4 separate regions of the Mus musculus genome follow, and all the other regions are linked to region 3. The links are chromatin contacts, called in public promoter capture Hi-C maps. All regions are on one chromosome and are shown on one strand. Each heading gives the region's core, a stretch centred on a gene start, on an enhancer-like site or on the middle of the called end of the contact. The rest is flanking DNA. Distances are from core to core; before and after follow the strand shown. Region 1 holds the start of Rufy2 (RUN and FYVE domain-containing 2). Region 2 holds the start of Pbld1 (phenazine biosynthesis-like protein domain containing 1). Region 3 holds the start of 4930507D05Rik (RIKEN cDNA 4930507D05 gene). Region 4 holds the start of Atoh7 (atonal bHLH transcription factor 7).

The links. Promoter capture Hi-C pulls out the DNA fragments that hold promoters and counts their contacts.
Region 1: a contact with region 3 is called in a promoter capture Hi-C map of pre-B cells, with 4 times the contacts expected there. The contact joins the promoter of Rufy2 here to the promoter of 4930507D05Rik in region 3. A contact is called at or near these places in 3 of 39 promoter capture datasets (cranial neural crest, liver and pre-B cells), 1 of 484 Hi-C or Micro-C datasets (CD4 T cells) and 2 of 115 datasets of contacts at active chromatin or transcription factors (double positive thymocytes and memory CD8 T cells).
Region 2: a contact with region 3 is called in a promoter capture Hi-C map of liver, with 3 times the contacts expected there. The contact joins the promoter of Pbld1 here to the promoter of 4930507D05Rik in region 3. A contact is called at or near these places in 2 of 39 promoter capture datasets (both in liver).
Region 4: a contact with region 3 is called in a promoter capture Hi-C map of stem cell-derived epiblast-like cells, with 5 times the contacts expected there. The contact joins the promoter of Atoh7 here to the promoter of 4930507D05Rik in region 3. A contact is called at or near these places in 4 of 39 promoter capture datasets (hippocampal neurons, liver, pre-B cells and 1 more).

The regions. Positions count from the first base shown.
Region 1 is chr10:62,975,748-62,983,680 of GRCm38.p6, reverse strand. It overlaps Rufy2 (RUN and FYVE domain-containing 2), which reads right to left and starts at 3,429. Exons shown (of 18, transcript NM_027425.4): 1 at 3,349-3,429; 2 at 837-1,010. The coding sequence starts at 3,352.
Region 2 is chr10:63,059,783-63,066,683 of GRCm38.p6, reverse strand. Pbld1 (phenazine biosynthesis-like protein domain containing 1) reads right to left here and starts at 5,095. Exons shown (of 9, transcript NM_026701.3): 1 at 4,983-5,095; 2 at 801-900; 3 at 61-159. The coding sequence starts at 5,066.
Region 3 is chr10:62,443,238-62,450,786 of GRCm38.p6, reverse strand. It overlaps 4930507D05Rik (RIKEN cDNA 4930507D05 gene), which reads right to left and starts at 1,627. Exons shown (of 1, transcript NR_027926.1): 1 at 1-1,627. Supv3l1 (suppressor of var1, 3-like 1 (S. cerevisiae)) reads left to right here and starts at 1,049. Exons shown (of 15, transcript NM_181423.3): 1 at 1,049-1,372; 2 at 3,014-3,091; 3 at 3,656-3,763; 4 at 5,634-5,748; 5 at 7,224-7,392. The coding sequence starts at 1,102.
Region 4 is chr10:63,093,258-63,101,170 of GRCm38.p6, reverse strand. Atoh7 (atonal bHLH transcription factor 7) reads right to left here and starts at 1,386. Exons shown (of 2, transcript NM_001364648.2): 1 at 635-1,386; 2 at 1-435. The coding sequence starts at 1,015. The coding sequence ends at 427.

The DNA.
Region 1 (7,933 bases), core at 2,180-4,679, 530 kb before region 3:
GTGGCGAGGCACGCCTTTAATCCCAGCACTCGGGAGGCAGAGGCAGGCGGATTTCTGAGTTCACGGCCAGCCTGGTCTACAGAGTGAGTTCCAGGACAGTCAGGGCTCTACAGAGAAACCCTGTCTCGAAAAACCAAAAACAAACAAACAAACAAACAAACAAAAAAATTTTTCTGAAGATCATGTACTAGGAATCACAACAGTAATTAATACATTCTCCTGAAATCAACACACCTTAACCTAGACTCCAAAGATCAAAGTGGAGTCTTCCAGCTCGCGTGGCAAGCCATTCCATTGGCCCAACATTCAGATTTAAAATGCAAAATAGGGCTGTCTCAGTTGGCTCAGCGGTTAAGAGCACTGACTGCTCTTCCAGAGGTCCTGAGTTCAATTCCCAGCACCCACATGGTGGCTCACAGCCATCTGTAATGGGATTTGATGCCCTCTTCTGGTGTGTCTGAAGACAGAGACAGTGTACTCATAAGTAAATAAATCTTAAAAAAATAAATAAATAAAACAAAATAAAATGCAAAAATAATGACGGCAACTATGGCCTTAAAACTATTTCTCCGGGGCTGGTGAGATGGCTCAGTGGGTAAGGGCACCTGACTGCTCTTCTGAAGGTCCGAAGTTCAAATCCCAGCAACCACATGGTGGCTCACAACCACCCGTAATGAGATCTGATGCCCTCTTCTGGTGTATCTGAATTCAACTACAGTGTACTTACATATAATAAATAAATAAATCTTTAAAAAAAAAAAAACTATTTCTCCAAGGACATCAAGGGTGAGAAGCAAGGGAGCGGAAGGCCGACTGATTTGGGGGTCTCGTCATACCTTTCAGGCCGTGTTTCAGACAATGTTCCATGACCACGAAGAACTGCTGCAGAGGAGGGTAGTCAGAGTCCAGCGTGCGGCCGAAGCTCAGGGCAGACTCGATGAGCCCTTTGATACTCAGTTTAGCCATGTTTAACAGGTTGGCTCTCTCCACGGCTGTGGGGTCCTTTGTAGCTGAAAAAATGCAAGAAAGCCCAACATCATCCCCAGGACAAGACAACAGTGGCGAATCCACAGATCTGTCCTTCCCCGTGGAAGTCTGCTCTCCCGTGCTTGGCAGCCGGATAGCTCCTCAGGCCAGGTTGCCACAACACGGCCTCTTTCTTCTCTCTCACAAGCCACAGCAAAGCACCATCCACGCCCACTGTGGCCATGCTTATGAACTATCCTCAAGACTCCACACAGAGAATAATAAGCTTTATTTTCTGGCTGGTGAGATTGCTTAGAGAGGATGTGCGGGACGGACCACTTGAGCTCCATCCAGAACCCACAAGCCGGAGAGAATGTCTCTGACCGTCATTTATCAGGCACAGCACATTTGTGTCTACCTACTGCGTGCTCGAGCACACACACGCACGCACACAATCACTAGCCACGGCCCACTGTGCCTACCTACTACACACATCTTAAGGTAAAATGGCTTTCAGTAAAGATAAGCTTGCAAGTACAAGCCACATGTTTGAGGATTTTGCAAATGGTGGGTAGCAGGCATGGTCTAGGTCTAATGATTTCCAAGCAAGAATAAGAGGCTAAAGAAATGGCTCAGTCATTAAGAGCATTTGCTGTTCTTCCAAAAAGCCAAAATTTGGTTCCCAGCATCCACTAAGATGGTTCACACCTACTTGTAACTCTAGCACCAGGTGGCCAAATGCCCTCTTTTGACCTCTGAGGTCAACACACACACACACACATACACACCTTTATTTCAAAATCAGGCAGTGGTGGCTTGCATCTTTAATCCTAGCACTTGAGTTAGAGGCTAGTCTAGTCTACAGAGTGAGGACAGCCAGGCCCACATATTAAAACTGTCTCAAAAAAAAAAAAAATCAAAATACACTAGCAACAAAATAAAAGGTAAAGTTATCAGATTCCAGAATCTCCCAGAACAAACATCACAGGGAAAACAACAACAACAGAAAAAAAAAAAAAAAATCAAAATATTTTGACAAACCCAAGGTAGTCTTCTGTGCCTTTGACCTAAGCAACTAGGAGATTGGTTCCAGGCCGGCCAGGGTTACACAGTAAGACCCTGTCTCGAAAAAAACACAACTCCCAGGTCAAAAGAAAAGAAAAAAAAAAAAAAAAAGGAAAGAAAAAAATTCTAGTACGGGCTGGAAAGAGGTTAATTCCCCATACCTGTGGTAAGCGCTTAACTCCAACTCCAGGGAGACCCGACGCCTCTGGAGGCCCCTACACTCAGGTACACACTCATTAAAAATAAAAATAATTTTTTTTAAACCAGCTGTTCCCCCAACACTCTAAACACTGCCGAGTGGCACAAATATTTTTCTGCGAAGATAGCAAAAGAGATGTGAAAACCAAACCTAACATTTATTAATCTCCAGAGAACTCTGCCATGTAGCTGTTTCTGTAGTCCCAGCGTCTGTGATTCTTGGGTCCAGCCTGGTCTAAACAGAGTGTTCTGAGGCAGCCAATGCTATATAGAGAGACCTGTCTCAAAAACAACCTTCAAGTAAATGACAAACCCAGGTGGTCAGTGCGTTCACAATTTAGTGGCCCACTCAAAACAAAACAAAACAGCTGGGCGTGGTGCGACACACTTTAATTCCAGAATTTGGGAGGCAGAGGCAGGAGGGAATCTCTGAGTTCGAGTCCAGCCTGGTCTACATAGCTAGCTCCTGGACAGCCAGGACTATGCAGTGAGAACCCGTTTCGAATAACAAAACAAGAGTCCCCTTGCTCTGGCACTTGGCTATGGTTTGCATCCCAGCTCTCTTAGGCTGACTTCCTCCGCAATCTGAAACAGCCCGGCTGGGTGATGAAGGATATGGCCACATCTTTTCCTCCACTCTCCGTCGAGGTGTGATTCCCTCCGTCCACCCCCGCTCCCGAAGTGAAACCACCTGACGTTTAATAATCGGCAGAATTCTCTTTTTAAGAGTGTTCATCACAACCTGTAACCTGCACCGGAGGAGCCTAGGACAGCGGCTGTGCAGCAGCGACCGCAGGTGGGGCTCCTCGGCAGTCCCTAGAGGCGGCCCCGCTCCCTCTGCGCCCCCAGCCTGCAAGGGGGCCCCGCGGAGCGCGCTCCTGGCACTACACCGCTCCCCTCCCCAGCCTTCCGCCCTGCATCCGCGTGACTGGGAAGCCATCCCTGTCCCTGGACGCCCTGGTCCCCGCCCGTCCGCCGACCCCAGCCGCCAGGCCCCAGGGCGGGCGGGGCGCAGGGATGCGGGCGGGCGGACGTTGCCATGGAGACCCCGGGAGCCCCCGGTTCCCGGGTGACTGCGTGACCCAAGCGAAGGATGGTGACCCCGGCTGCTGCCCTTACCCATGGCGGCGGTGCGTGCGGGACACGGGCTCGCGGAGCGGGTCAGCAGCTCCCCGCAGGCGCGCGGCGGCCACCGCGTCTGGCCCGGCTCGGCGCTGCCACAGCGCCCCTGGCGGCGGGAGGACGCCACGGCCGCGTGAAGCTGGTCCCCGCCGATCACCCCCACCCCCACCCCAACCCCCATTTGACCAACCCTGACAGCGTCAGAGAAAGAGGCGTGACGGGGACCTGGGGCACAGCGCCAAGGGAGGATGTAGATGCGGGCCTCAAGCTACCTGTCAAGGTTTCATCCTTGCAGGCTGGATGGGTTTAAGGAACACACCGGCCGACTCGGAGCTAGCCGACAGATTTTAGAAAACCTCACACAATTAGCAGAGCCGGCGGCTTGTAATGCCAGCATTTGAGAGATGGGAGTTAGATGGATCCGTAGTTGAAGACCAGGCTCACTTACATAATGGATTTGAAGCTCGCCTAGTCTCAAAGGAAGACACTAAATCCAGCTGCTAACCCCAGCACTCAACAGGAGTGGACGCAGGAGGACTGCTAGGACCTTGAGGTTACTCTGAGCTACCTAACAAGTGCCAGGTCGTCTAAGGATAGCTACAAAACCCCTGTTGCATGTAACAAAATGTGATACTTTGTAAGTGGGTATGGTGGACCTAGAAAATACCAACTCTTAGGAGTTGGAGGAAAGACACAAGACCCCAGTTCCATGTAACAAAATGTGATACTTTGTAAGCGGGTATGGTGGACCTAGAAAATACCAACTCTTAGGAGTTGGAGGAAAGACCTAGAGTGTTTGTTGCTTAAAAAAAAAAAAAAAATCCTTTCCTTAGTGAGGTGTAAACAACGTCTACCAAATGCTTCCAAAATTCTGAGGACACACCAAAAATGATTAACACCGTTCCCGCTGAAGAAGCAGTGAGTTATGGGGGATACTGGGGAGGACTTCGAAATCCCTCTAGGAATGATGACTCCTTCCTGGCTGCAGATAGTCACCCCTCCACTAGCCCCTCCCTTCCTATATGTTAGTTCCTCCCTAAGGCCATTTGCAGTTAGGGTAGAATTGCATACAACAGCTTGCAAGAGAAAGACTGGTTGTTCCTGTGAAGGTCCCATGACCCTCCCTCCCTGCCCTCCTATGAGGGAATTCAAGTCAACTTGCCCAGCTGTGATCTTTTGCAAGCAGATGTAGGCCAGTTTGCTGAAAACAGTGGTAGTTTTGACTCAGTCCTGTACAACACAGTTCAAGATCATTCTCCCAGACATTCGAGATTTCAAGGCCAGCCTGGGTTATACAGGGCTGTCTTTTAAAAAATGCACAGGCACACACACACACATGAATGCTTCCTCCTGCCTTTCAACTTGCCATAGATAAAACTTGCAACAGGCACCTGGGTGTGCTGCCTGTCATATACCTATAACCCCGGGATCCACCCTTCAGGCAAAAGCAAGCAGATCTTGATTCCGGAGCTAATAAACCCATCTCAAAAACTTAAACCACCAAAAGTGGGTAGACAGATGCAAGTCACAATGTTAACTCAACACTCTGGTTTAGAATGTTAAGAGATAGTTGCCTGAATCCAGCTGTCTCGGGACCAACGTCCATTCTGCTGGCAGAGTCAAAACTGAGTTCATGGTCCCAGGCCCCAGACCCAACACTTATTCTGCTTCTTCAGGGGTTTCATGTTTGTCTGTTATCCAGTAAAGGGGGGGTTGCCTTATCTAAAACAAGGCATGCAAGCATTGCTGGGGGTGAACTACCTGACTGCATGCAGCTTGCCCACTCCTTTGTTCCCTTATCATTCTGAATTCCAGACCAGAGTCCAGGGGGAGACCTGACTGCAAATCTGAATCAAGGACCTTGAAACCAGGTGACCCTGATAAGGCCCAGTCACCAATGTTTTAAGTCCTTGCTCAACCCCCTTGTGTTAAAATATGCTGGACAATGCTATGGCCCGGCCCATGCTTTGGGGTTCCATCCTTAAAGATGCTGTACAATTTCTCTTCTGGATCATAGTGAACTCCGAAGTCTGTTCTGTGTCTGTGAGCAATCAGTAGTGGCCTGAGCACTATAAAAACTTGTCATCTGCTAAGATGAACGTTCAAAGGCACAGTCTCCCGAGTCTGTGCTATAGTCTCTGGCCGGCCAGATTTTGCTGCCTAATTCAAATAAAGATCATGCTTTGCTGGGCTCTTGTGTTTCACTTAGGGTTTCATCGCTGCGAAGAGACACCAGGACCAAGCCAGCTTTTCTACAGGCAAGCATTCAGTTGGTGCTGGCTTGGTTTCAGAGGCTCAGTCCAGGATCACAAGAAGCATGGCAACATGCGAGCAGATGTGTTATTGGAGAAGGAGCCAAGAAGTCTACTTTTTGATCCAAAGCAGCCAGGAGACTCTTCCACAGTGGGCGGAGCTTAAGCAAAGCACCTCAAATCCCACCCCCACAGTGACAAACTTCCTCCACTGCCACACCTCCTAATAGCACCACTTCCCATGAGCCAAGCATGTTCAAACCACCTCAGGTTGCTTTGGTTTTCTCTTGTACCCCAACAATGATGCATTAGATGCAATGGTGTCCAGCACGTCTAACAAATGTCGAGGAAGCATCTTTTTTCCCTAAGAGGTTTGCTGTTTTGTGTGTATGTGCTTACACCTGTGCGTTCTTACCTGAGAGAATGAATTCTGCTTTTAGATGCCCTTTTCTGGTTTTGACAGGTCTTGGGTAGCCCAGGTCAGCCTCCAATTTATATAAGTAGTGGGAAAGTTTTCTTTAATGTGAGATTGTCATACACGGAGAAGTATATTTACAAAGAGTCCTAATATAAGTGGGAGATGAATTGGAACAGAGACCTGACCTACCCAGGCCCTGAAAGCCTAGGAACATTTGACGCAGAGGTCAGTACTGTCCCGACTCTCATGAGAATCCTTTCCCTACTTTTAGAGTATACTACCACCACCTAGGTACAATACCACCACCTAGGTGGGTGACCCTAAACAATGTAGCTCTGGCTTTAGGCTGCTTACACTCCCCACAAATGAAATAGTGTACAACTTTGTTACTTATTTCTCCCCCTCTTCATATCTAGGAGGACTCCAAGCCCCAAGGAATCCCCCAAGCTTGAGGTGTTTCCTGGCTGTGCATTGCACAAGTCGGGTCTGATTCTTTATCCTAGCCCAGTGCTCCCAGAAATCCTAAGACTTGACATAGATTTACGAATACCTTGGTCATAGAGCTAAGCTCTTTTCCGACTAGATATAACTTAAAATAACTCATTTATTCTAATCTACACTCTGCCACGGACTGGTTACTTATGCTCAGGTACCATGCATCTATCTCATCGCATTTTCTTTCCCAGGGGGCAACTCCTGCCTGGCACTCTCCCAGAATCCTTTCTGGCTCCTGGATATCCCACCACCTATTTTCTGCCTAAGCCACAGGCGATCGTATTTATTACTGACAGGTGCCACATTCATACAGACCTAAGATATTCTCTCTACAGTGCATCTACCCTTCTGTGCAAGAGTCTCTAGTGCATACAGGTAATACCAGAACGGTCTGGCGAGATTGCTCAGTGGGTAAAAGCACTGAGCCACCAGGCCTGAGTTTGATCCTCAGGGGCCCACATGGTGAGAGAATTGATTCCTGAAAATTGTGTCCCAACCTCAACATAGATGGTGTTAAGACATAAGCATCCATCAGCCAGTAAATAAATATAGTGATTTTTTTTTTAAAGTAGCACAATTGCCAGGCGGTGGTGGTGCACGCCTTTAATCCCAGCACTTGGGAAGCAGAGGCAGGCAGATTTCTGAGTTCGAGGACAGCCTGGTCTACAGAGTGAGTTCAGGACAGCCAGAGCTACACAGAGAAACCCTGTCTCGGGAAAAACAAAACAAAACAAAAAACCACAATTACCAGGAAATCAGCATCACCTTACTTTTTGTTTGGCTGAGTTTTTTGTTTGTTGTTTGAGACAGCTGTGCGTGGCTTTCCTCACTGAGGGCTGGCGAGAGCAGCGGCTAGGAGACACTGATCTAAACACAATCAATCTTCAAGAGCTGTCACCAGGGCCACCTCATCAGCGGCCTTATCTACATACCAGGCCCAGGCTCAAACCTGTCATCTTCCTGTCTCAGGCCTCCCGAGTGCTGAGATTTAAACTGGTGATTTTCACAAAGACCATAAGTAGACCAGGCTACCAGGGTTAAGGTTCAGGAAGAGCAGGTGCTGCGGTGACAACTGGGCCCAGAGGTTGTCAGGTGAAGTGAGTACATCAGAGGCTTGGCTCAGGCTATCCAATAGGTCCAGGAATGGGGCTGCTGAGAGTGCAGACTATCTTATTTCCTAATTATTACGTGTATCTGTGTATATCATCTTACTAGATGCATATGTGCGAGTGAATGAATGTGCGTGTGCATGCACTAGCAAGAGTGTACATATTGAGAGGGAGGAGGTCAGAGGAGAGTATCAGAAGCCCTGAAGTTACAGGCCACTGGGGTGGGAATCAGACTCAGGTCCTCTGCAAGAGCAGGGTGTGCTCCTAAGCACTAAGCTCACCGCCAGCCCCTGAAAGGCCACACTATT
Region 2 (6,901 bases), core at 3,846-6,345, 610 kb before region 3:
CCAAGAAACCACCTATACACACACATGCACAGATACAAGCATACAAAAAATCCACATTACGTATTTTGTGAAACAGCACAGCCGCAGAGGCCAGTGTGGCGTGGCCGCACAAGGGGACTTCACTCACTGGCGTAAACCATCTCAGTCCAAAGCGAGAGCCTTCAGAGGAGGAAAAGCCAAAGGGATGCAAGTCAGACCCCATGCAGGCTTTCCAGCTTTCAGACTTTCCTAAATCTCTCGATGGTGTGGCTAGCAGCGAACTGTGGTCAAATGACCAGTGCAGACATCCACAGGCTCCCTGCAGTTAGGTGTAGAGCCAAAACTGTAGGCTCACCAACACCCTCTTAGTCCATTTGGGTTGCTATAGAAGAACCCCACGGTTTGGGTGACTCTTCAAGAGAAATTCTCTGTTATAGGTCTGATGGCTTAGAGGTTCACCGCCTAGGGGCTGGCACCTGCCAAGCGCCTTCTCAACTACATCAGCTCCGGGCAGGCACAGCCACAAGAGGGCACCCAATACCCATGTCAGTTCTATCCTGTCCTGAGATTCCCAAACACACCCTCAAAGATGTCAACTGTCATCTCCTTTTAGGCCCAGCTACCCACACGCTGCCCTGGGGACCCACTTTCAACAACTGCACTTAGGTGGTGGGGGACACCTTAAACTATACATTTAGACTTAACTTCAGTATACCTTCTCCTAGATGAGAAGACCCAAGGGTGCTGTCGGCATGCAAATAACACATTAACATCTCCCTTAAACCTCCCACCCAGGAATGAACGAAGAAACATGCACTTACTTTGTGTGAAGCTGTCAGTCGGCTGCAGTTTCCTGATGAAAGCCGTTTCTGAGAGGTTCATCTCCCTCGCAATTTGCTGATGGGCGTCTTCCTCCAATGTCTAATTAGAAACAAGCAGTTATTGAGACTTTGGACTCCCTGGTGTGGCAAACTCTCTGTTAGTTAACATAGCAGTTTACTCTCAACTTCTGAAGCTCAAGTTACGTGTGGAGGCAAATTTATAGAGACAACCTTTCAGATTCTATACAAGTGAAAAGACCTCAGTGTATTATCAAGTAAAAGGTCCGGTGCTACAGGGAATCAGTTCTAGGGCTTCTTGCATGCTAGCCAGCCTCTATCACTGGGCTATGGCCCCAGGCATTTATCCACTTATTTCTTTGTTTGTTTTCCTTTGTAGACACGTTTTAAGATGCTCAGGTGGGTCTTCTTTAGCTTGTAATTTTTTTATGCTTCACAGTTGGATCATATAGAGGCATATTCTCTCTTCTCTCTCTCTCTCTCTCTCTCTCTCTCTCTCTCTCTCTCTCTCGTGTGCATGGTTGTTTTGATTGCATGTGTGTCTGGAACAGGAGTTACAATTGAGAGCTGCCATGTAGGTGCTGGGAACAGAACACTTGTCCTTTGGAAGAGCAGCCAGTTCTCTTAACTATTGAGCCATCTCTCCAGCCCCTAATTTTACATTAAAAAAAAAGATATTACATTTATGGGAGGGGGACTGGGGGTGTGTGCTTGAATGCCACCATGCCCGTGTAGAGGTCAGAAGAAAGGGTGTGGAAGCTAGCTCTGTCCTCCCACTGTGTGGGAGGCCATGAGTCTTAGCAGCAAGTGGTTTTACTTAAGGGACACATCTTACCAGCCCCTCTGTTCTTCCTTATAACATTAAAGACACCAATCCTTACAAAGTGCTTCTCTAGTGCCGACACATGACTGTACTTGTATGCCAACCAGTTAATTTAATATTTCCAGGGCATAAAGGCTGTGGTATGCGCGTGGAGGTCAGAGGATAACATTTCAGCTCTCGAATTCCACCTGTAAGTGGGCTTTGGGATCTGAACTCAGGTCATCATGCTTGCGCGCAGCAAGCACCTCCATTGGCCGAGCTATGTTGCTGGCCCTTCAAGCAGGCAAGCAAGCAAGCAAACCGAGAAGGGTGGTGCTTGCTTACAGTCCCACTGCCAGGGAGATGGAGACAGAAAGGTTCAGTTAAAGTTTTACTTCCAGACCTGAAGAGATGGCTCCACGGTTAACAGTGCTGCTGTTTGTCCAGAGGACCTGAAAGCCTTCCCAGAACCCAAGGAGGTTGCCTCGAAGTCACCTGTAACTTTAGCTCCCCTCTCCTCTGGCCTCCATGTGCATCTGCACACAGGTGGCATAACCCACATGCACACACACACACACACACACACACACACGTAAAGGAAAACACACAGCTTTAGAATTTATATAAGTGATGGCATATATTTTAATTGCATTTCTTTTAGAAATAGGGAGAGGAGTCTTTCCAGTCCAGTGTTTATTGATGTATGTGCTCTGGAAATGAAAAGGGTTTTAGAGAACCGTGCAAATTTTTATTACCTGGGGAAAACTGGAAATTAAAATTCTTCAAATCTCAAGACTACTACAAGGCTGCAGATAAAGAGCTTGTCCTTGTCGTGTACCCCATCCCCACAGCTGCCAAATATGTATTTCTCATTGGAGTAGGAGTGTGGGACCACCAGTCACTCTTCACCCACAGTCAGGAAGCATGGGCCATCATCTTTATTTAATTATTTATTAATTAAATGCATTAATTATTTATTAGTTTAAATTAAATATGTATTTAGTGAGAGAGAAGGGGGAAAGAGAGAGTAGGCACAGGTACACAGGTCAGAGGGCAACTTCCTAGTGACTGTCGAAACACAAGGCAGGGCTGCTGTTGTTTCTGCCACCACACAGTGTGGTCCAGCTTGACTGGACTGCAAGCTTCCAGATGATTCTCTGATCTCCCACTCACTCATTACTGTGAGGATGCTGGGGTTACAGGTGCCTTCGATGTAGATGTTGGGAATTAGACCATGGTGAACTGATTATGCACGGCTCCCCCAACCCCCAGCCTCACCCACCCCGGTTTTCTCCTTTTGTGCAGTCAAAGATTCCCACCCATGAAACTCTATAGTCCTTTGTCCACACAGCTTGGCCCTGGAAACCTGACTGGGGAGATGAGGGAATGAAGAAATGACAGGCACACACACAGAAGAGCTGGGATGGGTGGACTGTGCTCGCTCTGACAGAGGGCGCCTACTACTCATGGAAGCTCCACATGGTCATCCTGTATAGCAGGGGAGGAGGGGCCAGCCAGTGTCAGCGTCACGGCTCTATGGGGAAGAGTCTAATATGTGACCATACCAGAATAGGAAGCTGCAGTCCCAACACTCTGTCAGCATCGGCACACAGACCAGGGGAAAGCTTTGCCACTCTCCTGAGCCTCACCCAAGACCTCTTTCTCCGAGGACCATGATCCCTGACCCGGCTCTGCTCACATCACAGGATGCATGCTCACCCCGGACTTCATCTACTGCCCACGGTGCTGCCCACAGTCACGGTGGGTCTTTCCTATACCAGAACCTCATCTGAGGCCTCCCTCACAGAAGCGTCAAGAGATGTGTCACCAAGGCCACTCTAGTGCCTGTCAAGTTGACTATGAATATAAAGCATCATGCGAAGGCCCCTGCTTCTTATTATCCAGGAAATGACACAACATTCATCCAGAAGGCCAAGGGATAGTTAATTATTATAATTAGTATATTTAGCAATTATTCTAATAAAAAATCTCATTAGCAATCATTGTAATCTAAGAACTATGTGGGCTTTTTTTTTTTTTTTAATTCAGCTAACTCATTTATTTGGGGGCCGTGGCACACTTGTGCGGCCGGGGGATGACTTGGCAGGAGGAGGTTGTCTGTGTCCACTCTGTGGCTCCCAGGAATTGAACTCTGGTCTTCAGGCTTGGCGCCAAGGACCTTTACCTGCTGAGCCAGCATGGGAGCCACAAAAGAGCTATTTACAAAGGGAGAGTTTTGGCAAACTAACTTTTCCACAGAGTGGAGATCAATTCCTTGCCTCTCCTTAATTCTTTGCCGGTGCCTTATTTTCTTGATCCTAAAGAGATTTTTAATATATTTTGACAATTATTTTAAGAGAGAGAATGAATGTCTGTGTGTCAGTCAATACACTTGAGCATAGAGCCTTTGGAGATCGGAAGAGAGAAAGTGAGTGCAGACATGTCTGTGTGTTTGTGTGTGTGCAAGTGCATGTGTGTGTATCTGGGTTTGTGTGGGTTTGTGTGTGTATGTATGTGTATGTGTGTGTTTGGGTTTGTACACATGATTGCAGTGACCTCAGAGGTCAGAAGAGAGTGTCAGTCAGATCTCTCAGATCTCCGTCGGGAGCTGGAGCCACAAGCAGTTGTAAGTGTCCCACATGGGTGTGAAGAATGGAACATAAGTCCTTTGCGAGAGCAGTAGCCACTCTGAAACAATGAGCCTTCAGCCTTCGAGAGAACTTCTAAATGTCTGAGGAACAGGAAAGGTTAAAGCCAGGAAAGATGGCCGGCAGCTGTAACCCAGGCAGGCACTAAGGAGGTTGAGGCAGATGGGGTCTGAAGAGAGCTTGAGCTACGCAGGGAGCTTAAGGCCAGCCCGCCTTAGACCTTCTCCCAACCCCTATGAGAGAGTCCCTAAAGTAAGACTCAAAGGTAGCTGCGACCATATCTAGTCATAAAACTAAACTCTGGCAGCTAGAAGGAACCCATCCCCCTACGTTTTTATGTTTATTTGCTTATTTATTTTTGATTCTGTAAGATGAGTTTCTTCACATAGTCCAGGCTGACCTAGGATCTGCTATGTAGCCCAGGCTGGCCGCAGACTCATGATCTCCTGCCTTCTCCTTTGGAACACCAGAGCTGCAGGCATGAGCCCCGACTCCCAGCTGCTGCCAGGTTCCCTGCCTGGGAGCCTCTGTGGCTCTGACCCAGTCTAGGCACAGCCATTCCCTCATAACCTGAAGACATGGCCATCAGCGACGTGACACAGAACACAAGCCAAAGTGGCAAACACGCAGGACGGCCTCATGTCTTTTACAGACGTCAAGGGCTCTACACACATCTGGAAGTTCAGGCTTGGCCCTTGAGAACCGCGTACTCACGCGCTCCAGGAGGCAGACTGCGGCAGGATTGCCCCGGAAAGCTGTCGCAGTGAACGCATCTGCTATGAAGATTGGGAGCTTCATTTTCCTCGCTGGCTTTGTCTGAGGGCTCCCTGCCCTGCTCGGAGCCCGCTTCACTTCCAGCTGTTGAAAAATAAGTTAAAGTTTTACTGGTGCAGACGTGCAGTTAATGGTTCCCAGACCAAAAGCCAAACAACCGTGCCAATATGGTTACCTTTAGAGATACCAATCCTCTAACAAGTTTTAGCATTTGTATTGGATGTCCTTTGACCTTTGCAGAGTAGCTCAGTGAGGGGCAGGTAAGCACTTGCTTGGCACGCACAAAGCCCGGGCTCTATTCCCCATCGACCCTTACACAGGGCATGGTGGCACACATCTGTGATCCTAGCGCAACGAAGCAGAGGCAAGAACAGAAAGGCTCAAGGCCATCCTCGGCTACACAGGGAGTTCCAAGCCAGCCTGGGATACAGGAGACCCCGTCTCAAAGCAATAAAAGTTTACCAACTTACACAGTATATGAACATTTACTGTGCTTATTAATCTGACTGATAAAAAGCAATCATTGGGTTTTCATTGGCAGAAAACATCACGTCACCCTCTTCTTACCACATCTTAATTTAAAAAAACAAAACAAAACAAAAACTGGGTCTTACTATGCAGCCTTTATTGAACTGGATCTTAAGGCTGGCCTTGAGCTCAGAGATCTGCCTACTTCTGCCTTCCCAGTCCTGGGATTAAAGTCCCATGCCACCACAACCAACTTACCTTTTCCCCTTTTGAAATCACATAGCTGCTAGAGGAGCCCCTGGCACACCATATCTATTAAAGTGATTTAAGAAGTAATTACTGGGCTCACATCCAACTGGAGCGTGGAGGACAAACAGGAGGATTTGTTGTCAAGTGTCATCTGCGAGGACGTGTCTCCATCGACAGCAGAATCGTTCTTCTCACTGCGTTTCAGGTTGTTTATGCGGTTGTTTGGAGATTTCATTGTAAATCACCATTGTTCTATCAGATAGCAGGAGTCAGCACAGAAAGGAAACAAAGCTCCTATTTTGACACAGGTTCCCTTTTGCAAGGCTGGAATGGAGCCCAGGCCTCACACGTGACTGGTAAATGTTCTAGGTTATCTTGTTTACCTGATCTGTGGGCCCCGGGATCTTGACCTCGTTGGCCGTGACCTCTCTGTGGAACCTACACAGGTCTTCAGCCTCCTGCCCCGGCTGCTGAATAGCTAGGATTAGGCTCTGTCTCCCCCTGGCAGTGGGCTTCACAAGCTTGTGAGCCAGGCTCAGTGGAATCTGGAGACTGCAACAGGCCTGCCTTGAGTTCAAGGCCAGCCTTGGGATATGTAAAAGTAGCTTTTATTCACCTGTTGTAATTGTCATCTCAGAGGCTTACTGCCTCAGTCTGCTTACCCAGGTCTAGGCCTGGAAGCTTCTAGCTTCCATACAATCTAATTGAGGCCTAGAATGTTTTCAGCCTCTGAGACTGGCTGCTGAATAAGTTCACAACTTTCTTGTTCTCTCTGAATTCTAGCTGGCTGGTTCAACTCAGCTGTTCTGGCTCAAACTCTTCTCCCACCTGACTCTGATTCAATCTGGCTTCTTCTCAAGTCTCTGATTTTTCCCCCCTGTCTGGTGTCAAACTAACTCTGGCAATCCGTTCTAATCTTCTGACTCATTCCCATCTCTTGCTCATTCTGTCTTTACCTGTGTCTAGCTTGTTCTCTCTTTAGTCTGCCTCTGTCAAACTCTCCCAGTAAAACTGCCTTTCTCCCTCTCTTGGCTGCTCCCCACGAACTCCACTGTATTCCTGTACTGTATTCTCTTCCTCCTGTACTGTCTGTCTCTCCCTTAAGTAGCTTCTCTTTCCTCTCCTCTTGAGAGTTGGGCATA
Region 3 (7,549 bases), core at 378-2,877:
TCGAGTTCAGGGTCCGAACTTTGAGGGTTTTGACTTAGCACCAGATGGTTTTAGAGCTTTGACTCCGAAGCCATATCCCGCAACTCATTTTCTGAAATCAGAAAACTTGTCAAGAAGGGATAGAGACAGAGGATTGACCGATGGCGCGGGTTGGAATGAGGACCACCAGACACCGAACGAACGAAGTTGTTACTGGGTCCAATTTTCTAAAAACCGAACGGCTCCTGAACTCAGAAACTAGATGGTGTTGGGGACCTCTCGGCAGAGGACTGAGGGAACGTCGCCACACATGGCTTCCCTCCTAGTGTTTGGCCGGCCAAGAACTGAATGGTCACGCCCAGACGGAACGAACAGAGGCACCTCTTTCCTTACAACTCGGGTGGGACCGAGTGCTGTAGTAGATAGGAGTAAGATCAAACTTTAACCAGGTACACAGAGCATACTTTGTGGTTATAACTTTCGAGATGCGAGGAGTACAAACTGCTCACGTTAACTGAATTCTGCAGCTCATGGTGGAGCACATGCCTAGCTTGCTCATGGCCCCTACATGGAGCCCTAGCACCAAGGAGAGAAGCACGTGTATTGACACACGTGTCACGTAAGCGCCAGTTATCGTACAACCGGATTTCTCTGCAACCCGTCTTGATCTGTAGCAGATCAAGCTACGTCCTCTAACGTTATCCTATCAGGAAACTACGGATATTAATGCACCAATCTTCTTGGAAATGCACTTTAGCGTTTGAAGCCACATGATGCAGGATAGACAGTTTGGTCACATGACGACGCTTGTACGGTTCCCTTCCGCGCATCTGTAACATCCCTTAAGATGCCTGATTACTTTCCCTTCTTTCGAGAAAGACGCTGCCAATTGCCGCAGAAAGAGTGAGAGGATGGGAGCTCGTTTCTGCCACTGTAACGTACAGAGGTCGTGCTCCCACGAAGAGGCGCGCTCCCAACCCTTCCATCTCCTTTTCCTTCAGGCGCACGCGGGGGCAGCCCTGTGTCTCTCTGGGTCCTTTCGCTCCGCGGGCGCCGGAGCTACGTCACCGAGCGGCGCCAGTGGTCCGGATTTTCCCCGGCTCCATTCGAGCCGCGGCCTCAATGTCCTTGCCTCGGTGTACCTTGCTGTGGGCTCGGCTCCCGGCGGGGCGCGGGGCTGGGCCCCGGGCGGCCCCTTGCTCCGCCCTTCGCGCTCTCGTGGGGTCGTTCCCGGGGGCTTCAGGACGCGTTCCCTGCTTGGCCGCCTCCTCCTCTGCCTCTGGTGGCTCCAAAGCCCCGAACACGTCCTTGTTCGTGCCGCTGACGGTGAAGCCTCAGGGTCCCAGCGCCGATGGCGACGTGGGCGCGGAGCTCACTCGGCCTCTAGACAAGAGTGAGTGCTGGAGCCTCCCGGCAGAGCGGCAGGGTCTGCAGCCTGGGCCTACATAGTGCAATGTCTGTTCCTTTTTGGAGCCCTTAGCACCCGAGCCTAAGTCATATTTAGTCTCTTCTGTAGTTGACATTGACCGTTCTCTTCGGTCGAGGAGGTTAAGAGTTTTGTCCCTAAGTGGTGCGCCGCTTGTGCTCCTAGAGTCCTCATGGAGGGATTAAACAGTGAGGACTTGCCATTGACCTGATGTGGATGTCTAACGATGTTAAAATTCCATCTGGTTGCCAAGACAACGGGTCTCAGATCCGGATTTCTCAATAAATTTACTCTCCCACGAGACAGACCTGAATTTAAATACAAGATAAAAGTTGATAAAACTGTCTTTGCCAAAAAGTAGTATCGTCCCAGGTTCCAGAGATGAATAAAAAAAAAACCTTTAGCATCACTGGGTTGAAGTGAGTTTTGTCCTACCTGCATTTGGGTGAGCTTGACAATGGGAGGGTGAAAGGTTTCTTTTCACCAAATGACATTCTTAGAGACTGAAAGAAAACCACATTTCTTTTAGGCACAAGCTGTCTTCCTGGCTCTTCAACAAGCAATATTGATGCTTCCTATTGTGACTTTAAAATATAGGCTTCATGTTGGGAGTCAGAGGCAGAGGATGGCAAGTTCAATACCAGCCTGGGCTACAGAATGAGTTCAAAACAGGCTTGGAAAACTTAAGAGAGGTCCTATTTCAAAATAAAAAAATTAAACAAGGTTTCTCTGTGTGGCTTTGGCTGTCCTGGAATGTGCTCTGTAGACCAGGCTGGCCTCAGACTCACAGAGATAGGCCTGTGTCTGCCTGCCGAGTCCCTGGATCAAAGGCCTGGGCTACCTGCACCTCCAGGCAGCAGAGTGTTCTTTTTTAATGTGCTTGAAGATATAACCCTGGGATATATGCCTTGCCAAGCACGCAGTGCCGTGGGGTCATTTCCCAGTACTGTGAAATCAACTAACAAGGTAGTACTCCTCCTCTTCCCCTTCCTTTCCCTCTACTTTTTCCCTCCTCAAGATAAGCTCGAGCTGTTCTCAGACTGGGGATTGTCATTAATTACTGCACAGGCTACCGTTGCTAACACTGCTCTTAGTAGTGAATTACATCTGCCTCTCATAGCAGGACTTGCCTTTTCTTGGTTACTCAAGAAGAGCTTTGGGCACAAGGGGAGGTTTGATGGTGACTCTGTGGGGGTGGGGGGAGGGGGACTGGCTCTCTCCTTGTGTGTCTGTGGTCTGTCAGGGATGGTGCATTGCTGTACTCTTGTCATTTTTCTTACTCCATTGCACAGTAGCCCAAAGCTTCACACTCTCAAAGCATTCCTGAGGCCCCGGCCTTTAGTATTATGACTTCAAATTCCTTTTGTTGTAGATTTGTCTAAATTGGTAAACAATTGTTAAAAAAAAATCTTTTATAGGGTCTGGAGAGATGGCTTACAAGAGCACTCACTACTCTTCAGGTCCTGAATTCAATTCCCAGCAACCACATGGTGGCTCACAACCATCTGTAATGGGGTCTGGTGTATCTAAAGAGACCAATGGTGGTGTACTCATGCATAAAATAAATAAATAAATAAATCTTTAAAAAAACTTATATTTCTTTTTTAGATGAAGTAAAGAAGATCTTAGACAAGTTTTATAAGAGGCAAGAAATTCAAAAGCTGAGTGCTGACTATGGACTTGATGGTAAGGCTGACAATTTTTTGAGAGTTATTTTGAACAGTTTTTATCAATTTATGTGTGTGAGTATTTTTCCTACATGTATGTCCATAGCTACTTTTGTGCAGTGCCCATGACAGAGAGTATTAGATGCTCTGGAATTGGAGTTAGAGATGCCTGTGAGCCACCATTCGGATGCTGAGAATCAAGCTTGGTTTCCATGGAAGAGCAGCCACTGTTCTTAACCACAGAGTTCTCTCTGCATCTCTGCCAGTAACATCTTCATAGAACTGTCACATTTTGCATTGTACTTTGTTATGTGTATTATAGTCTGAAGAAAAGTCCCTCTCCTTGTCTTCTGGGGGACTCACAAGCCCAGCTTGCCAGCCAGACTCCACAGTACAGGAGTGCGTGTTCAGCCTGCCTTAGTGTCTGTCCTGTGTAGTTTCAGTTTTAGCTCAGCTTGTGAAAAGCCAGCTGTGCTACCAAAACGCTGATAGGGGCTGGGGTTTGCTGTGGCATTTGTATACTTGACAGTGAGAGCTAAGTAAAGACTAAGCCTTGTATGCTTTGGTTTTATGTTTTCCACAGCTCGTCTCTTCCACCAGGCTTTCATAAGCTTCAGGAATTACATTATGCAATCCCATTCTCTGGACGTGGACATTCACATTGTCCTGAATGATATCTGCTTCAGTGCAGGCAAGTGCTTAGAGAGCTTTTAAAAACATTTATTTTGTGTGTGTGAGAGCCGGAGGGAGGATGATAGAGTTGAGGGGAGGAGAAGGAAGAAGAGGTGGAGGAGAAGAGAAGAGGAGTATGCGTGTATGCCGTGACACTCATTTGGAGGTCAGAGGACAACTTTAGGGCGTCTGTTCTCCTTCCAGTTGTAGGTTTCAGGGACTGTATGACACTCCCTTCCCTTGCTGAGCCATGTCATTGGCCTGCTGAGAGGATTTTTTTTTAATTATTTTTATTTTATGTGTATGGGTGTTCTGTTTGCACTACATGCATGAAATGCCTGCAGAGGCCAGAGGAAGGAGTCAGACCCCCTGGAACCTGAGTTACGGATGGTCGTAAGTTGCCTTGTGGGTGCTGGGAACCAAACCTGGGTTCTCTGGAAAAGCAACCTTGAACACTGGACCATCTCTCCAGCCCACTGTGAAGATTTTTTAAAGAAATGATTGTGTGTGTGTGTGTTTTATGTGTGCCTGTGTGTTCCTTTGGGTGCACATGCAGAAATAAGAGGAAGACAGCAGGGTCCTGCTCCACCACTGACTCTCACTAACCCTGGAGTTGGTCTGGTGGCCAGCAAGCCTCCAAAATCCTCCTGTCTCCCTGCCCCTTCCCCTTCCAAAGCTGGGGTTAAAGATGTGCTTGGCAGCCTCACCCAGCTTTTTAGGTGTGTGCTGGGATTGAACTCAGGTCCTCATGCTTGCACGGGGAACATTCATGTTCTCTGAGCCACCTCTCAAGCCCTGAGAATTTTAGGAATATTAGTGGGGGTGCTTTTTGTTACTTCTCATTTATTTCTGTAGCTAGCAGAGCTTCCTTGTTTTAGAATAGGTCCTGGCATTGTACTCTATAACTAAGTCACTGTGCCTGTCCATCGAATCCCTGCATCAGTTAGTAAGTCCGACATAGGCTGTCTTTGATCATCATCCTCTGCTCTGTTAGCATAGAGAGCAGCATGAATGGAATAGAATTAGCACACGGCACCTTTCATCTGTTTCTACTATTGGATTCTCTCTCCTTTGTAAAAGTTCTGTCCTGAAAGAAAAACAAAGCAGTAGGCATGGTGGCCCACTTTGTCCCATCCCTTTGGAGGCTGAGGCAGGATTTCTTTGAATTCCAGGCCAGCCTGGGTTATAGAGTGGCCCTGTCTCAACACAGAAACAAAGTAGGAAGCTTATTGTTTGGTTTCCATGGGTGTCCTGGTACCTTAATTATAGTGTTAAATGTGTTTGACACTTAGATCTTTAGCTTGTAACAGACACTGAAGGAGAACCTGATAAATAGCCAAGTGAGACATATGCTACTTTTCTCTCAGAGCCACTGCAGGTGTGCAGAAAACTTAGTTGCTTCTCTGTGGTCTTTGACATTAAAAAAAAAAAAAAAGTTACTGAGTTGGAGTGGGGTAGCTCAGGGTTTGATCCTGGGCTTAGTCTGTATTAACTCCTGGGTTCCAGCCCCAACAGCAACACTGTCCAAAACATTTCACAAAAAGAAGTTCCTGTCCCTCTAATGTCCAGGCTGTGTGTGTTTATCTCCTGCAGTGCTAACCTTTGCATATTCACACTGAAGAGCTTAGAGCCTGATGGGTGGCAGCTAGTGTTTTGTTTTGCCAGACCTGAGAGGTTTGGAGAAGGAAGGAATAGAGTGTGGGGTCCTAGGGAAGGGGACAGGAGGGGGCCTCTTGCTCCAGGCTTTGCTCTACAGTCCAGGCAGTACCCACTGAGAAGAAATGGTTTCCATGGTACAGGGGTTTCTGTGCTGGCAGGACTGCAAGATGGAGGTTTAGTTATGAGTATCTTACTGAGTGAGCGTGCTAATGTATGATGCTATCTTACAGCTCATGTGGACGATTTATTTCCATTTTTCTTGAGACATGCCAAACAAATATTTCCTGTATTGGAATGCAAGGATGATCTACGTAAAATCAGTGACTTGAGGATACCACCCAACTGGTTAGTTCTTTTATTTACTGACTCCGAGTTTTCTAATTTGGGGAAACTAATGTTGATGCTTTTATTTTATACTAGATAACAAATCATAGAGTTTAAATTTTGTTTGCCCCAAAGACAAAACACAATAACCGAGGAATTGGTTCTCTCAGACATGTTACTGGTGTGTTCCTTTCCTCCTGTTGGAACGTAGGCTGAGGTTTTCTTGGGGTGGATTTCTGATGGAGCTCTTTTTCAAGGTTGTCCTAAGTTCTGATGCGTCGTTAGCTGACTGCCTGGATGTCAATCGTTCTTTCCCCATGGCTAGCACTGTGGTATCTTTGACATACTCTGCCCAAATCCTGGGAGCTGTTCTCTAGACCTTACCAGTTCTAACCTTATGTAGGTCTAGCCCAACCCTTAGCCAAAACGCCACAGAACCACCACCCTGACACACCACACATGGTGACTTGAGGACTCCACTTTCTTCATCATCTCTGCTCTTTCACATTTGGCCATTTAAGTTCCAGCTGCCTCAATCCAGATTGGAGATTGTGTTCAGTTGGTAGAGCAGTTTCTAACAGGGACTTGATCCCTAGTACAGCATGACACCATATGGGATGTAGAGCCAGATGGATGGTTAAGAATTCAAAGGTGCTGTTTGTGGAGGTGCTGTTAGTCCCCACATTCAGGAGACAGAAGAAGGAGGATTTCTATGAGTTCAAGGCCAGCCTGGTCTACATAGAGAGTTCCAAGACAGCCAGGGCTACATAGAGAGACCATGTCTCAAAAAACAAAACAACAACAACAGCAGCAACAAACTAAAGAAGAAAGAAAAAAGAACGAAAAAAGAGTCATTCTTGACTATCTGGCAAGTTAGAGGCCAATGCAGGGCACATGAAACCCTGTCTTGAAAAGAAAATTAAATTCAGCTGCTAAAGGCAGCTCTACAGCTGACCTGCTGCCTGTTAGGGCAGCGGTTGCTCTTGGCTCAGTTGCCACCTCCCTGTGTCCTGTGGGATGCAATAAGGACCATCTCCATTACTCCCTTCCTGCGGGAGTTAGTCCTCACTGCCTGTTGTTTCTTTCCCAAACAGTTGCTGCAATATTTTGCCCAGTTTTGAGTTTACATATGGTGATAGGGTACATCTCACCAGTCAGCCCGAGTGGCCAGAAGCAGAGGTTCGGTGGCTGTATTTATTTATTGATACTGAAATGACAAAGCCTGGGGGTATTTGCTTTGGGGTCTTTGGGTTCAGAGTTGTGGGAGTGATGGAAACATAGCTGTGGGACCAGTGGCAGCTTAAATCCGGGAACACAGGAGATACCCAAAGCATTTACTTGCATTTGAGGTTCCTGTCCTCCAGTAAATGCTGCTCTTGGAAGTCTTGTTATTTTTAAGGTGGGTTATACAGCCTTCATTGAGTTTTTCAAACACTGTCTGCTAGAATGGATTATAGGGCTAATAGAATTAAGCACTTTATCTGCTCATATTTTAGGTACCCAGAAGCCAGAGCGAGACAGCGGAAGATAATATTCCACTCAGGCCCTACCAACAGTGGGAAGACTTACCATGCCATCCAGAGATACCTGTCAGCGACCTCTGGCGTGTACTGCGGTCCTCTAAAACTGCTGGCGCACGAGATCTTTGAGAAGAGCAATGCTGCTGTCAGTACTCTACAGGGTATTCACTCATTTCCCCAGTAACTTCTCTCTCTTGGGGTGAAGGCGCACACTCTGTGGGGAAGGAATGCACAGTCCCTCACTGTTGGCAGAAATGCCTGTTTCTGTGCACCGGAGAGCTGGCAGGTGAGAGAGAGAGGTG
Region 4 (7,913 bases), core at 137-2,636, 650 kb before region 3:
CTTACTCTATCTGATGCATGCACACACAATATACGGAGCATAAATGCATTTACACCACAAGGTAGCTGCTCAGAACATAAACAAGTCACATAATACAACTTCGCCCAATAGGGACAAACTTGCACAGTTTAAGAAGGTAACTAACTGTCTGATGGTTTAGTACCAGTCTTATTCAATCTTTTTTTTTTTTTTGACATGGGGTCTTAAATATTTAAATATATATGTTTCTCCACCTCCTGAATGACGCTAGGATTACAGGCCGTGCATCACCGTGCTCTGCCTAAGCGGCAGCTGGGGCTCAACCCCACTTTTATACATGCAAGACAAGTCCTCTACAAACTCGGCTAGACCCCAGCCCCGTTGTCTTAGGCTAAAAGGAACAGAGCATTATTTTCACAGCAGTCCAAAGTCATTCGCGATGTCCACTCATGAAACCTACAAAACACAAGAGAAGTGGAGATAGGGAGGCAATGAACTCATTTCATCTACCTGTTTGAAACGGGAAGGAAATTAAGCAGAAAAGGTGATTGAGTTTTCTCCCCTAAGACCCAAATGGCCCCGAGGCTTAGCTGGCCATGGGGAAGGGCTCCGGCTGGAAGCCGAAGAGCCTCTGCCCATAGGGCTCAGGGTCTACCTGGAGCCTAGCACCCGGGAAAGGGAGGTAGGGGTGATCGCGGCCCCGCTGCTCGCAGCGCAGCCCGACCCAGTCCCGCTCGGCTTCGGCTAGGATGCGGGTGAGCGCGATGATGTAGCTGAGCGCCATCTGCAGTGTCTCGTACTTGGACAGCTTCTTGTCCTGGCCCCACTGCGGCACCACCCTGCGCAGCCGGTCGAACGCCGTGTTCAGCCCCTGCATGCGGCGCCGCTCGCGCGCGTTGGCCGCCAGACGCCTGCGCGCCGCGCTCTCCAGCCGCCCGGGCCCCGCGCACGAGACCGCGCGCTCGGCTGCGCCCGCGCACGGGGGCGCGCCGCGAGCTCCCGCCGGAGGGCCGTGGGGTTTGCAGGCCGACTTCATCCACGCTGCCGCTCTGCAGGACTCCCAAGAGTGAATAAGACACAGACGGAGCGACTCACGTGCAGTCAGTCAGTGGCCAGAGGACACTGTGTGGGACCCTAGCTTGGGTCCTGCTGGGAAGTCCCTTCCCTTGCCCAGATGCAGTGGAAGTGATGCTCAGGAAAAAGTCATTCCTCCCCACTCCACCCCAAACACGTAAAGTTGAACGAGGAGGAAACTTTCTTGCAGTTTGCTGCGGATCGTTCTTGGGGGTCGGGGATAGAAAGCCTTTCCAGTTCTCTGGGAAAGCCTGAGACTGCTTTTCGGGGTGACGAAATCTTCCCAGAAGCTCTGCTAGGTCAGGAGCGTTTGGACAGCTTGCAGTAGATGTCGGACAGAGCGATGAGGGAGGAGAATTTATAGCCCAGGGCTCAAGGAGGGAACAGGTGGTGGCAGGTGGGCGGGCGTCCCTCCGCTCCCATCTCAGCACCTTCCTACCCTGGGAACGGCAGGGGGGAGGGGGCGACGCACAGCAAAATCCTGACATCATTGCCTTCGTCTGTTGAAGTGTCTCCAAAGCTATGTCCAACGCTAACTAACACACCATCTGGAGTGGCCTGGTCTGACTGTCCCCAATAGAATAAGAAGGTGGGGGTGAAGGGAGAGCCTGGTCCATCTTTTCCCAAACCAGCAGGAAGCTTACATATCAAAAAACAAAGGCCGGGTTTTTAAATGATTAAGTAGAAAAATCATTTTGCGGGAAGATGTTGCTTCTAACATTGCTAGGGCGTATCCGAAGGTTATCAAGATTTTGCTTTGTTAAGAAGCGGCGATAAAGTATTAACATTTTCATTTAATTTACTAAATAAATTCATACAAATTAGGAAATCCAAATACTGTTGCAGGCCTGGAATGTGACTCTGTGAATAATTTCTGTGAAACAACTTAAGATGAATCCAAAGATACAAATGTGTCAGTGTTCACCTCGATACTATGTTCTGTGGGTTCCAAGGCCTTGACAGGTTTATTCAGCAGCTCTATTTCATTTTCTTGTTCATTAATATTGAGCCACAAACTGAAATGATAACTAATCGCTTCATTGTTTACCATTTAAACTTAACAAGACATCTTCATGCACGTGTGTATGCAAAAACGGAAACATCTAAATAATTTGGGGAGTTTAAAAAAATCTTAATGCATTTTCTTTTTGCCTGTCTCTTATACCACTAAAAATATTTCATGCAATTCAGTGTTGTTCTATGTCCTCTGTCCTCAAGAACAGTAACAAAACATGATTTCCACCACTGATAATTATTAGATTTACACAGAGAAATCTTTAATTATCCCCTCTCGTCTCAGCTTGTTTCTTGTTTTTCAGGGGAGTGTAAAGGCAAAGAAACAGGCTCTAATATTTTCAGTTCTATATTTCAGGAAGGGCCAAGGAAGCTCTCTCTCCTTTCGAACCATGGATGTAACCTCAGATTTTTTTGTTTAGTTAAATCGTCTACATACAAATCAAGAGGCCTTTTAACTTGGACTTGTTTACCCCGCTGGTACCTCAGACTACAGCCCCAACACCACCACCCTGACTTCAAGCCCCGTCTTCCCATAAATAGTTTATTAGTCCCCAGCTAAAGCACTGACGGGGAAATGAAGTTGAATAACTTGAAGACAATGGGAAGCAATTGAACATTAATAATCTTCAGAGCGACAGATGTTGGACACAGACTTTTTGCACAGAGCCACTCAGCTCCATCACTCCTCGGTCCTAACAGTCACGTTGGGAGCAGCAGTTCTGCGCTGGGAACAACTGTGTTCTTTAGTCATCAGGATGTCAAACGTTCGCTTTTTAAGGTTTTCGCAGAAGTCTGCTTTCTTTGGGCTATTGTTCTTCGTATTAATTTAGCTCACCCTCCTCCCCTGAAGAGTCCCCTCTAGGAGACACCGCGGATTATCTCCCTGCACAACAGCCCATGTATTCCTGCCCATTAGTGTCCAGAGTATTAATAAGACATATGGTTTTGCAAATTGTGTATCCGGGATAGGTTAAGATTTCTTGGTCCACCTAACCAGAGAATCAAAAGCATTATCATAAAGGGGAAGAAGAAACACTGGAACACAAGCTACATGTGACATGAAATTGATCCAAAGTTAGAGGACCTTAACTAAAAGGGTGTCAGGGGGCGGCGGCGGGGGGGGGGGCGGGGGAGCATCTAGTAACGCACTTCCCACAGGCTTCTTGGAAGACATTGAGAGCACTGCTATCCCACACCTGGACAGTCCTGTGACACTCATGACGGAAAATCGGCACAGGAGAGATTCTGAGATCAATAGGAGAAGAAGAAATCTATTGACATCAGCATTGAACCGACCTGATCGAACCCAGAATTCTCTTCGACACAGTTATGAACACGCTACATAGCTGAGGGTGACCTATCCCTCTAACGTGACGGATTACGGGTGTGTGGGGGGCTGGGCTTCTGACATACTAGGCAAACAATGCCCTGGCTCAGCTTATCCCTCGCCTCCATTTATCTTATAGAGAAGATATCAGTTCAGGGACCCAGAACTATGCTTGGAAACTGGAAACATATATGGCTGGATTAAGAAAATAGGTCAAGTCTCTTGAATCCTTTTATATTGGAGGCTTTAAAACTTGAGATTTCAAGGGCTGGAAAGATGGCTCAGTGGTTAAGAGCACCGGCTCTTCTTCCAGAGGTCCTGAGTTCAGCTAACCACATGTTAGCTCACAACCATCTGTAATGGTATTTGATGCCCTTCTCTGGTGTGTCCGAGGAGAACCACAATGTACTCACATACATAAAATAAATAAATCTTAAAAAAAAAAAAAAAGACGAGATTTCAGCCAGGCAGTGGTGGTGCACATCATTAATTTCAGCAGAGGCAGAGACAGGCAGATAGATCTCTGAGTTTGAGGCCAGCCTGGTGTACAGAGAGAGTTCTAGGACTGCCAGGGCTACACAGAGAAATTTTGTCTCAGAAAACAAAAACAAACAAAAAATTATGAGATTACCTAATTATGCCCCTCACTTGCTAATGGGGCAAGAGAGCTCCACCAGTAAGTTCCAGAAGCCAGACAACGCACTCATAAAAGTTTCAGGAATATGATTAGCACTGCCATTCTTAAAGGTCAGAAAGCTTTAGGTTACAACCCCAGTGCCTAGGACACGGCCCAGAAAATACTTAATAGTCAGTACATGGATGTCAGATGGAGGGACTAGGGCAATAAATTATACAAACTGACTTAATAATAAGCACATGTCTGGTGAATAGTACATAGTAAAGATTGGCAACCCCCCCCCCACACACACACAGACAGACAGACAGACACAGACACACAGACACACACACACACACACACAGACACACACACACACACACACACACACACACACACACACACACACCACACCTACCTGCAGGGAACCCAAGCTATCTCTGAATTTTGTATTTTGTAAACAGGATTTTTTTTTTTCTTCTGTGTGACAGGGTTTCATGTGGCTCTTGCTGCCCTCACTACGTAGCCTAAGAATAAACCTGAACTTCTGATCCTCCTGCCTCACCTCCCAAATGCTGGGGCTACAGGCATGTGCCACCACACACAACTCCCAAATGCTGGGGCTACAGGCATGTGCCACCACACACAACTCCCAATGTGATATTTCTTACATGCCGGGCAAGCACTCTCCCAACTGAGCAACATCTCAATCCTGGGGCTGATTCTTACTTCCAAAATATCAAGAGCTATTTGGACCGGAAGGACATTATGTGTCAGGCTAAGCTCCATAGGGTCTGTATTGACAGCTTGAGGTAACCAGTTGAATTGGAGGTTACTGTTGCAGGAGACCTTTGACTTGTACTCAGGCCCAGAGCCCAGCAGACCAAAGCAACATGGAGTCATTCAAGTTAAAGGAAATTAACTGGGTGAGGGGGTGTAACCAAGCAATGAATGGCTATGTATCAGCGTAGCAGCCAAACTCTGGTTAATTGATGTGGACAACTGATTCAAACAAGGCCACCCTATCTCTTGGCTAACTTCTGCTTTCCTTCCACACAAACCACCTGATATGACTGCCAGCAAAATGCTTTGAACCTGCTGTGGTTCCGAAGGCTGATTTATTATCCTCACAGTGTAGGTGAAGAACACCTTTAATCCCAGGACTTAGAAAGCAAACTGGACCTCTGTGAGTTTGAGGCCAGCCTGGTCTATGTAGAGTGTTCTAGGACAGCCAGGGCTACATATTGAGACCCTGACCTGATTTTGTTGTGGTTGTTATTTTTTTATTACTGTGTGTGTGTGTGTGTGTGTGTGTGTGTGTGTGTGTGTGTAAATGTTCATGCCCGTGAAGAAACCGGGGGAGGGGACATCTAGTGTCCTGCCCTTGTACAGGACTGTCCTCAGAGCCACCATCTTCAGGAGTTCAGCTGGGCCTGCTCAACAAAGATCATCACAACTGGGCTTACTGAGAGTTGATGTTTCCTCTCAGAAGGAGGGGACCAAGCAGGTCACCGGACCCTTACCTGAGTATCTAACTACCCCTCCCAAACATATATGCAGTTCTGTTCTTATTGGATGAGACCTCAGGGTCTCTGGGAGTGTCTAGGAATATAGGTAGAGAAGGATTAGCGGAGGGGGCTTCACCTACACAGCCATGGAGAGCCTACATCCCTGTTGGGTTCAAACCTTCAGTGTGGCAGCCCTAAGATCACCCTAACTCCTGCCCACACACTCTAATCCATTGCCCTGTAAGTAAGCCTTGTAAAGTCACTGGTTTACGGGGTGAACTTTGGTGGAATCATACCTTGGCTTGTCTTTAGGACCACAGGAGGAGGAGAAGCCAGATGGTATCTACATCTCACCCAGGCATAAACTTTAATGACACCTGCTCTGTCACTCTCCACCTTCCTTCCTTGGGACAGGGTCTCTCACTGATCCTTGAGCTAGGCTGACAGTCACAAGCCCCAGACAATGCCTCTTTGTCTCTGCCCACAACAGCCCTAGGACTAAAAACACATGCAGCCCCCCCCCCCCCAACTGGGTGCTGGGGATTTGAACTCTCATCTTCAATGCTTGCACTATGAACCATCTCCCCAAAGAGTTTTGCCATGCTCTGCTGAGTCACTGTCCTTCCCAGTACCTGGCCCCTCTAGGCTCCTTGCGATACCAGACTAACTCACATGGTGTAAAAATCCCAGCACCCCGAGAGTATATAAAAGCCAGATGGTTTCCTTTGTTTGGCTGACTTGTCTGAGTCCTGGACTGCGTGCCATCATCCTATCCATGGCATCTATCTCTCTAAGTCTTTAAGTTTTTTTTTTTTTTTTAATAAAGCATTACTCCAGTTTTGTGGGGGTTGTTTGTTTTGTTTTTGTTTTTATCTGTGTGGGGAGGGCAGGGTTGATGTTCATTGTTTTGGCAGGTTTTTTTGAGAGACAGGGCTTCTCTGTGTTAACCTGGCTGTCCTGGAACTCACTCTGCAGATCAGGCTGGCCTGGAGCTCACAGAGCTCCTCCTATCTCTGCCTCCTGAGTGCTGGGATTAAGGCGTGCACCACTGCCTGGCTACTCCAGGTTTTAAAGGGAAGTTTCACCATCTCTGACATGTCGCCGTTTCTTTTCTCATGCTCACTCTCCTTCGGGCCTATTATGGTTCCCGTGGTCTTGGGGCCATCTTTCCTACTATAGCTCATTTCCTGAAGGGAAATTTTGTGTCACCTCTTTTCCGAAACCAACCTGCCTGCTGCCTTTGTCATCGTAAATAGCATCACCTCGGACACTTTTCTGCCACCTGACTGCTCCCCGAGAAGTGTGCTTGTCATCACTCTGTGTCCCTGCAAACACTTGACTCCAGCCTGGGCTCATGTCCATCCCACTAGCTGCTCCTGCAGCTTCGAAGGCAATTTCCCAGCTCCCCAGCTGCCTCCCTGTGACATTCAACTCTGCCTGATGGTGTTTCCTTCACTCTATGTTTGGAAACTCCTGACATTCAGAAACTTCTGTATGGCTCCTAACTCTATCCTCAGCACCTAACCTTGTGGCTAGGACAATGTAGATGCACAAGAAATATTGTTGGAAGTTGAACGTGGGGTACCGCTCTGCAGCCCCATCACTTGGGTGGCTGAAACAGTGGGACCTCGAGCTTAAGGATAGCCTGGGCTACTTAGTTGACGGTGTTTCACACAAAATGAACAAAGGCTACAGTAAATAGGGACAGCAGGAAGACTCCGAAGGTAAAGTACTTGCCACCAAGCTTCATGACAGCTGAAGCCACATGGTGGAAGGAGATAATCAAACTCCCATAGGCTGTCCTCTGACTGCCACTCAGACACAGAAAGAAAGAAAGAAAGAAAGAAAGAAAGAAAGAAAGAGAGAGAGAGAGAGAGGGGGAGGGAGGGAGGGAGGGAGGGAGGGAGGGAGGGAGGGAGGGAGGGAAGGAGGGAGAGAGAGAGAGAGAGAGAGAGAGAGAGAGAGAGAGAGAGAGAGAAAGAGAAAATAATAAAATAACAATGAATATTAGATGGAAAATGGGAATAAAAAGAAGCTAGAAAATGAGAGACCCAGAGAGGAGTGGTCCTGGTTCTGGTTCCCATAACAACCCAAATCATTTTTTTTTTCTCCTTCTGCTAATAGCGACTCTGGGGGGGGGGGTGAGGGGGGGCAGGGTGATGACTGTGTCCTCCAAAAGCCTGCTGCCTTTGTTCCTGCTCTGAAAAATGTGACATCCGCTGTTTTTCAGTGAGCAGGTGGCTCTCTTCCCCAAAGGGTGCTCTCATTACCAACCAGGTTTTAGGCAGCTCCTGAGTCAGCCAAGAGCCCAGGCTTCAGTGGTCCCTCCCAGCCACGGATGTCCACTCCCAGTCTGTGGAAGGGAGGTGTCTTTGGGGAATACTTTTGGGGG